Linked DNA regions of Mus musculus: region 2 is linked to region 1. Evidence: chromatin contacts called from public HiChIP or PLAC-seq data. All regions are on one chromosome and are shown on one strand. Each heading gives the region's core, a stretch centred on a gene start, on an enhancer-like site or on the middle of the called end of the contact. The rest is flanking DNA. Distances are from core to core; before and after follow the strand shown.

What was found. HiChIP or PLAC-seq counts read pairs in DNA pulled down with a chosen protein or histone mark.
Region 2: a contact with region 1 is called in an H3K27ac HiChIP or PLAC-seq map of microglia, with 4 times the contacts expected there. The contact joins two enhancer-like sites. A contact is called at or near these places in 2 of 115 datasets of contacts at active chromatin or transcription factors (microglia and regulatory T cell precursor).

Annotation. Positions count from the first base shown.
Region 1 is chr1:131,179,758-131,184,537 of GRCm38.p6, reverse strand. It overlaps Rassf5 (Ras association (RalGDS/AF-6) domain family member 5), which reads left to right. Exons shown (of 6, transcript NM_018750.4): 3 at 2,284-2,394; 4 at 3,087-3,384; 5 at 3,870-3,985. It also overlaps a transcript of Eif2d not described here. Among named protein-coding and RNA genes, the nearest start is that of Eif2d, 29 kb to the right of the region's middle. Within about 2 kb of position 2,712, at least 33 of the 459 cell types and tissues checked have an H3K27ac peak or open chromatin away from gene starts, as enhancers often do. A contact at or near this core is called in microglia, where this site is marked.
Region 2 is chr1:131,479,897-131,484,302 of GRCm38.p6, reverse strand. All of the region lies in intron 2 of Srgap2 (SLIT-ROBO Rho GTPase activating protein 2), which reads left to right. Among named protein-coding and RNA genes, the nearest start is that of Srgap2, 45 kb to the left of the region's middle. Within about 2 kb of position 1,847, at least 26 of the 459 cell types and tissues checked have an H3K27ac peak or open chromatin away from gene starts, as enhancers often do. A contact at or near this core is called in microglia, where this site is marked.

The sequences.
Region 1 (4,780 bases), core at 1,463-3,962:
AAAAGTGGAACAGGAAGAAGAAACCTAAAGCCAAGGCAGCTGTGACTCACTGTGGTCCAAAGTGGGCGTGGAAGCAGGCCTTCAGCAGCCACAACACAGCTGCTTTTTCAACAAGGAAATGGCTGGAACGGAAAACAGAGGTCTTCCAGGGACTTCTAGAGTTTTCCATCACTTAATTCTTTTTTTGTAGATGAATATGAGAATGTCCCAGGAATGACAGTCAGCCTGCCTGAGATGAGTAGAATGAAGGCTAAAACAGCAGCCACCCAGCTACCCATTCTGACTTGAAATGACCAGAGAGCAAGGCAGGGCCATAGCCAGGCACATCTGGTCCATAGAGAGGTATCCAGCATGTGGAGACTGGAAATGGAGAGTCCCAGAAGTGAAGACAAATGAGAGGAATCCGTTTGGAAGCCTCCAGATGAATGAGTCAGGTGAAGACAGCCTGTGAGGCTCACGTGAGTTATGCACTTTAAGCAAACAGGAGATGTCCCAGCAACTATTTTCTCTTGGGCATTCTTCAAGATCAAGTAAGAGGACATACTGGCAGGCCCCTACATCCTGCCAGCTGCCCTCACTCCAGATGTTAGGAGTCCCTCTTTGCCAGCTTCATAGATGATGCAAAACCCACTGGGATGCCTAGAGCTGGACCCACTGATAGGCCAGCTTAGATGAATGTTCCACAGGCCAGGTCTTGTTTTATCATCTGTTCATCCCAGGCCTGCAGTGTTAAAGTTCAGTGACCATTACTGGTGTGGTGGGGTGCTGATCCCGATAGCAGAAGGGGCTGCCCTAGGGTGGCCACATGCTCAGTTGAGAACTTGACTCCATGCTTATATGGACTTCATTCTTGCTCCTACTTGGCTACTCACTAGCAATGGGCTATCAGCATATTTATTTTCTATGTTCATGATCTTACAATAGGAATGCCATAGGTAGTGTGTCAGAGAAGGTATCTGGACCACCAACCCAGTAGTTACCATCAGGAGCTGTGGGTGAAAAGTGCACAGGAGCAGACCATGCAAGAGCCTCGAATGAAAGAGGATGTCGGCTCGTCTCTGTGGAGGGCTGGGAAGGTGGAGCCATACAGACCCAGCAATGCCCACTGCTCTTGGCAGTTTCCTGTGCCCTATAGGATTGGCGAGTGGGAGGAGGAAGTGCTGATGTGCTGTGCGTGTGATGAAGTCCTACAAATGGGCATGCTGAAGGGAAAGGCCAGGCATGAGCTCTGTTGGTGAGCACCCCACTGTGCTTCACTTGGTGGTGGGGACAGTGTGATGTGGAAACCGTTGTAAAATTCTTCAAACCAAACCCCAAGCAGGTATCAGATGCTGTCGAGTCATCCTTCTCTGGGCATCTGCTGTCTGATGTACTAGAGATGATTCCTGACTGCCCAAGTCTGCTGGGTTTCTAAGATCAGAATAATTCTGGGAGAATTTTCACCTACCGGCTCCCTGCACTCCAAGCCACTTTGGGGAGCATTAAGACAAACTGGGAAATGACCCTGAACATGAGGGAAGTCCAGAGAACGGACCTGTGAAAAAGACCTGTGGAGATCTCAGAATCCACCGGTACCATACTGCAAGGGATACTGACCTTAAGTTCCTTCTTCCATTTTCCTGGCGGGTCACAGATAAAGCAGGGAACTCTGTCAGATCGAATCATGTGATGCGGGGAGACCACAGCAGGACAGGTGTGGGATTTCTGGCTTGTTCTGCACATGGGGATGGGGGTATTGAGCTGGTAAATGCAGAGTCCCAGTGTTCTCACCTGGAGAATCAGGAATCAGGAAGTTTGGGTCTGTGAGATGTGGAGATAGCTGAATCCTTAGTGTATAGAGGAGGTGCCTGAATGAACTGTCCCTAACAGTTCATTCACTTGACAAATCATCACATGTTATGAGCAAAGCTTATTGCCAGTGACATGAGCTGACTGGCAGGCGGGATGTGCCCTTGGTCCCTGGCTATCGTTTTTTAGCATGTACTCACTCACACCTTTGTAGCTTATCGCTTCTTGGACACGGACAGGCCACGTCCCACTCACCGAGTTGATGGCCAGTGCCTAGGTATGGGGCATACAGACACTGGTCTCTCAGCCAGTCTGGGCTAGGTATTATTTCCATGTCATAGGTGAGGAAGCTTGAGGCTGAGAGAGATTTGAGTGGCTGGCCTCTTACTGCTCATGCTGGCACTTCTTTCTTAGCCAGAGGGGCATTTGGGAGGTATGCTTACTGCCCTCTGTATCCTGAAAGCCACTGTACACATTGCCACCTGTCTGTTCCAGAATGTCTGTAAGGCAGTGGAGGAGACACAGCACCCGCCCACGATACAGGAGATCAAGCAGAAGATTGACAGCTATAACAGCAGGGAGAAGCACTGCCTGGGCATGAAGCTGGTAAGCAGAGCCTGTCCATCCCTACCCAACATCTTTTCAGCCCTGCCTCCACAGGAACTACGACTCCCTTACAGCTCACTCTCCTTTGTCCAGGCCCAGCTTTCTGTGACCTCAGGGATCCAGAGAAATGGAATGGGCTCTAGAATAGACTCCAGATACAACCTCTGTTCCATTCACTCTCTGGCTACTTTGGCAAACTTTAACCTCTCCTTACTTCAGTATGAAATAGAGATCTCCACGCCCAAGCCCGTGCTTAAGAGATCTTGACATGTACAGTTGTCTTTAAGTGGTGACATCAGGCGAGCCCTGCCCCCTGCTGGTGACTGGCAGCAACTGGCTCCCTGGGGCTTCCAAGTCACTCAAGAGCCTCAGAAAATGCAGCTATCAGTCAGGCTGGAGTTGGGCTGGGTCTCTGAGGGCTTTGATGCCCTCAGAGGTAGAGAGGAGGCTGCAGGCTCTGCCTTTAGAATGAGACCCAACAAAGGCCATTGGCACCTATCTGGTAAAGGGTTGGAGTGGCCTAGTTAAAAACTTCCTGGCCCATGAGGAGAGTGAACTTCCTCCTGCACTTCTAGACAGGAGACTTGGGAAGGGACTCAGGCAGGCTGGATGGAGTAACCTGTCAGGTCTTCTGTAGTTTACAACCCAGAGTGAACTGGGCAGACAGAATCAGCAGTGCCTCCCACTTGCAGAGTGAAGATGGCACCTACACAGGTTTCATCAAAGTGCATTTGAAGCTCCGACGGCCAGTGACGGTGCCCGCTGGGATCCGGCCCCAGTCCATCTATGATGCCATTAAGGAAGTGAACCCTGCAGCCACCACAGACAAGCGGACTTCCTTCTACCTGCCACTCGATGCCATCAAGCAGCTACATATCAGCAGCACCACCACGGTTAGTGAGGTCATCCAGGGGCTGCTCAAGAAGTTCATGGTTGTGGACAACCCACAGAAGTTTGCACTTTTTAAGCGGATACACAAAGATGGACAAGGTATGAGTTTCTGACCTCTCCCTAGTCTGCTAATGCCCACAGTCACTAAACCTCACTATCAGTCCTGGGTGGGAAGTGTAGGCTTCCAGGCAGCAGGATTCATGGAAGGGCCAAGCACAGGCTCTGGGCAGGACCAGGCAGCTCATGCCTACTGTGCCCAGCTCCATGCACACACAGGAAAGACACACCCTGGGCTCTGGGCTCCTAATCTCTATAATGGGAAGGAGTCCGCCCACTGCTCCTCTTCCTCTGGAAGATGTTGTAAATGGAAATATGGCTAAACTTTGCCATATGGGAATGAAGGTAGTGCCTCTCAAATGGCAGGAATGGATGGAAGGCTCAGAGCCACCACTGCCGTGTCAGGTCCACGCCCATTAGAACCACCATGACTATTTCCAGTCATCTGGCCAACCTGTGCATTTCTGAGCCCGACCCCACCCTGTCCTCATTTGAGATGAGCACCCAGCCCTTCATTCTGCTTGCAGTGCTCTTCCAGAAACTCTCCATTGCTGACTATCCTCTCTACCTTCGTCTGCTCGCTGGGCCTGACACCGATGTTCTCAGCTTTGTGCTAAAGGAGAATGAAACTGGAGAGGTGGAGGTATGTCTGGGCCCTTTACAAAAACCAGTTCTGGCCAGATGGGTGCTGCTGTCTTAACTGCAAAGTGTAGGTGGGGCAGCAGGACTTCCAGAGGCTCAGCATTTAACCCAGGATCATCAGTGGGGCGCGCATCACAGGGAAGCAAGTTACAACCTGCACAGGGCAAAGCCTGTGGGAAGGATTTCATTTGCTTTGTGGAAATAGGGCTGGCATGGGGGTGGGTGTCAAACACAGAAACTGTGTTCAGGCCCCACCTAGTTTTTCCTAAGGCCCAGTAAGCTCAAACTCTGGGCTCTACTAGACATAGACAGTTTTGAACCACCTTTCTCTCCTAAAATGCTGACTTCCTTTCTCCAAAGGGGGTCTAACCATGTTAGACTCCTGGCAAAAATGTTGTCAAATCAGGCAGAAATCTTCCAAGCCCAGAATACTTGGGATGCGGTCTTTAGGGAGTGATGGAATGGAGGAGAGGCTCAGAGTGGGGTTGTTTTTGTTGTTTGGAGGAGTTGGGGGGAGAGGGGGGGGTTGGTCAATGGAGTCATGGAAGACCAGGGCAGATAGGGCTCTACATTCATTTCAACCAGGACAGCTCAGGGTGGTCTCGAGTCTACAAAGGCGTGTTAGTGAAGGGTGCACTGAAGGCTGTGCTCTCTGCGGGCCGCAGGCCTGGGGCTGGGAGAGTTGGAGCAGCTGTCGTCTGCACTCTGCTGTGCCAGCTCCAGAACTGCTTCCCCCACTCTCTCTCTCTCTGTGGACCATAGGTTCTTATTATCTAGTGTGGGGATTAGACCAGGC
Region 2 (4,406 bases), core at 598-3,097, 300 kb before region 1:
AATTACCCATTTTGTTGCTTATCTGAGTGATATTAATTTTTTTACACCTTATTGAATCCATAAAAGGTAATCCCATTCCCCAGAGGCGAATAGTGCCTGTTCATTTGTCCTGTCAATGGATGCCTTTCTAAATGACCAACAAGAAGTGTGGTGGTTTGAGTTTGTCCTCCCTTGCTTTAAATCATAGAACCCTTGTACTTCCTTTACTATATTTTTCTGTACTCACCAAGCAAAGAAAGTCAGTTAAAGATTTAAAATGTTAAACTCAGAAAGATGCGGCAGTCCTAGTTAGGAGCAGATTTTACCATGCAATCTCAGTCTTCTTTTTATTATTACAATGCGTAGTGTGTTGTATCCCCCTTTTCTTTGTAGTTCTATAATCAGGAGCCTTCTATTTTCTTCCAGTGTTGTGCTATAATTAGTAGTCTAGTCTGAAGTATAAAATGAAAGGTTTTTTTCCCTAGCAGAAATGCTGCTTATTCACTTTATTTTACAAAGAGCCTACTCAGTCTCTACGAGTCATTCAATAATCCAAGAAACATCAATTAGAATGGGCTGTGTAAAACAAGTGCTGTGGGACTGGACAACTGGTTAAGAAAGCTTCCTGCCCTTTCAGGAGGGCTGGAGTTTGCATCCTAGCATTCACATCTGGTGCTTCCTAACTGCCTGTAACTTCCGCTCCAGGGAGTCAGACTTTTTCTTCTGGCTTCTGCAGGTGCCAGAAGAGATACTTCTCTTCTGTGTGCATATGCTTACACACAACTCAACTCACATACACGCACAACAGAAACACTGTTTAAATGCTGAATTCTGAGTATTCAAGGACAAATTCATGCCCTAAATGTGCATCATCTAATTAGAGGCATACATACAAATAACGAGGTGACCAGAGGCATGAAGAGAGTTCTGACTTGGTACTTGTTCATTAATAATAGTTTTCATATTGCTCTATTTGCCTGTTCACTTGGCAGTTCTGTAAGGGCTCAAGGGCCAGGAAGGACTATGAATATGGATGTGGAGTAAATGAGAGAGTGAGTAGATATCTCTTAACAGTGCCAGGCCTGTGGCTTACAGGCTCTCCTGCAAGTCGGTTCACTTGAGTTTGAGAGAACAGTCTGGTCGGTTTACATGGCAAGTTGCAGGCCAGCCAGGACTACAAAGTGAGACCCTGTTTCAAAAACAAAAACAAACAAGAATAACAATAACAATCCCCCCACCCAAAACCTGACAACAATAAGAATAACAGTAACAACAAAAAACACAAGGTGTTCTGCAAATTGTTTGAGCACTAAAGATATATAGGAAATTGTTTGGAATAGAGATGGTTGGGAAACAGTGGATTTTGCATTCTTGCTTATCAGCACGAATCTTACTTGATTTTTAGGGTTGTTTTGGTTAACAATGAGATCAGCATTTTGTAGGTGATTTCACATTGCTTGACCTGTTAAAAGAGACCAATTTTACAGCCTCCTGACCTTTTTTAGGCTCAGAACATGTCCAGAGATATAAAGTTCTGGGTGGATGTGGATATGCTATGTTTTGCTGTCCTGTTGCTGTCTGTCTGTCTGGAGCTGTAGATAGGGTGCTTATGGCCCCTCAGTTCCTATGGGTCTTAGCTCTGGAATGGAATTCCCCCAAGCAGTGCTTTTTGATAGACTGGGCAGGAAATAAATCTGTTGCTCTGTGCCTACTTAAAAAATATTTCCATTTACCTTGGATAATGTACAAGAACAGGGTTTTACACATATTTAAGAGAAAACTGCAAATAAAAAGGATGTGTACACAGTAGCATGAATGGAGTACTATTCTTGGCCTGGGCTGTAACCCAGAGAACAGGAAACAAGATGCTTCAGGATGGCTCGAGCCAAGAGTCTTCAAGTCATAGGGAAACTCATGACAGCTGGTAGCATCCTCCAGACCTTCCTGTTTGGGTAGAAATTTATCCTCCTATATTGAGATGGAGGAAGAGATGCCTCTTTTTTAAAAGATCTTGGAGAAAGGAGATTAAATATTAAGAAACGATCTCCCGCTTGGCCCATCTCTTGTGTAGAAATCCACTTGGTAGAGGGAACTGTTTTTCTCACATTTGGAAGGTTCAGCTTCTGATGAGAAAGACTAAGTGGTCTAAACCTTCAGCAATTTAAATACCCTTTCTTTTGTTCAGACTTTGTCATTATGCTTGAATTCCATTGAACTTTAAAAGTTAAAAGGCTGGACTTGAAATGCATGATGCGTAACTATAGCAAACCACAGTGAGTAGCTAGAAAGTATAGACAACTTCTGGTCACTCAATGGCTACAGATTAATTGACTTGAATATATTAATGTCTGTTAATGGTCTAATCATTTGGCTTCTCTGTCTGATGTGAGATAGAGAGTAATTTGCCCAGGTTGCATCCTCCTGGAACCCCCCCCCCCACACACACACCTGTCACTGTCCTCAGATGATCATTGGTTTAACTTGATCTAGATTAAGTAAGTTAAATATATATCACTACTTATTATTTAATACTAACAATTACACACCATCAGGGTATTAATAAAAAGATACATCTTTAATTTGAACCTGATAAAAGATGGGTGTCTTCAGAGGGCCTGCTATGGCATTTCCTCCAAGTACATTCTCTGAAAAGGACCAGGCCTGGATATAAAACCATTGCACTTCCTCATTGCTTTATGTATAAAAAGACAATCTCATTTCCCCTTTTTTTCTTATTCTAGATACCACATTTATCTGGCTACTCCAAAAGATCATGAAAGAACAGAAATTTTTTATCTTAACAGTGGTACAGAGAAACTTGGCATCTCTTTCACCATTGATAAAAAGTTTTGAGAAACAAGTGTAGGGAAAATACTGCCTATAGACTTGAAAACCATTTACTTAGTTAACAGAATGCTCTTAATTATGTTAACTATGTGCTTTGATTATTCAAGGTCTCTATGCTCTTAATATTTCAGACAATGTTCTGTTGATGCTATGAATTAGCCAGTAGGTGTCTTCATTTGATGAGAAAGAGGGGAAGGTAAAATGAAGACAATCAATTGCCCGCAGATGGAGAATTTACCTAGCATGTATAAGATTCTGAGTTAATCACCTGTACCTCAAATCAGCAACAACAAACTGTAAGCCAGAAAATCCATGAAAGTCACTATGAGTAGCTCCTGTAGATTCCCATACCTGAGTTAAGGGAAGTATATAGACCTCAGGCAAAATAATTTCCAGGTGGTTATAAGAGCATACTTTGGTTTAGAGTATGTCACACTTAGGTTTTCTGGTTTACTATTGCTACTAAATTTTTCTTGTCCTTACTCCGTCCCCAAACTGGTAGCTTTGATTTGAGAGACAGCAAGGATTCCACTGTAGATAACTTTCTATAAGAAATTTGGAAGGAAGTAGGCTAAAGAATTAATCTTGCTTAATCTTCCAGATTATGATTAGTTCTTTTGAGTATGGTGAAGCTCAGAGTTGTTATTTTGGAAGTGTTCTTGGACTGAAATTCAGAGAAAGGTATGTAGTAGAGAATCTGGGCAAGAAAGTGTCTTTACAAACAAAACCTTCCTGTTCAAGCAGTCTTAAGAACTTGCCTGTGAGTTAGTGACTGCAGGGTGCCAGGCCAGTCACTGGTGGGATTCAGAAGGTCTGCTTTTCATAACCGTGGATGCATATTCAATCAACCACATGCTAAAGATAGGTGGGAAAATGGAGCCTGAGAAGGCTGAGGCAGAAGGGCCACAAGTGGGAAAGCTTAGACTGCCTAGCAAGACTATCTTTCTTCCACAAAAGGCAAAAAGCTCCAGGAAACTCCACAAAGAAAAATTTTACTTGTGCATTGAGTTCCTGTGTGCCTGGCTAATGAAATAAAATCACAGTATATCCCACTCCTGCTATTTCACATAACCTCTCTGTAGCATTTATTTGGAGCATTGTTCACCTCGTATTCTAAATAGGTTTATGATAATTGAGTTTGTCTTAAATATATACAGACTTTTTTCTTGCCACCATTCCCTAAACAACATAGTGTAACAATGATTTATATATCACTTATATTAAGTATTATAAATAATTTAGAGATGATTGAAACCATATGGGAAGAACAGGGAGAAGGCTCAGTGGGTGAGGGTGCCTGTCCTGCAAGCCTGACATCCTGAGCTTGCTCCCCAGGACCCATGTAAAGATGGAAGGTGAGAACCAAATTCAGAAAGTTTTCCTCTGGCCTGCACACTGTGGGATGTGTGCTTCTATGCTATCGAGCATGTGTGCACCAGTGTGCAGGTGTACACACACACACACATACATACATGATAAATAAGATTTTAAATGCAAAAAAAGAATTTGCATTTCAAAATGTATTACAGAGCATGGCAGATCGTGTGTAAATATGCCATTTATGTGAGGCTTGAATATTC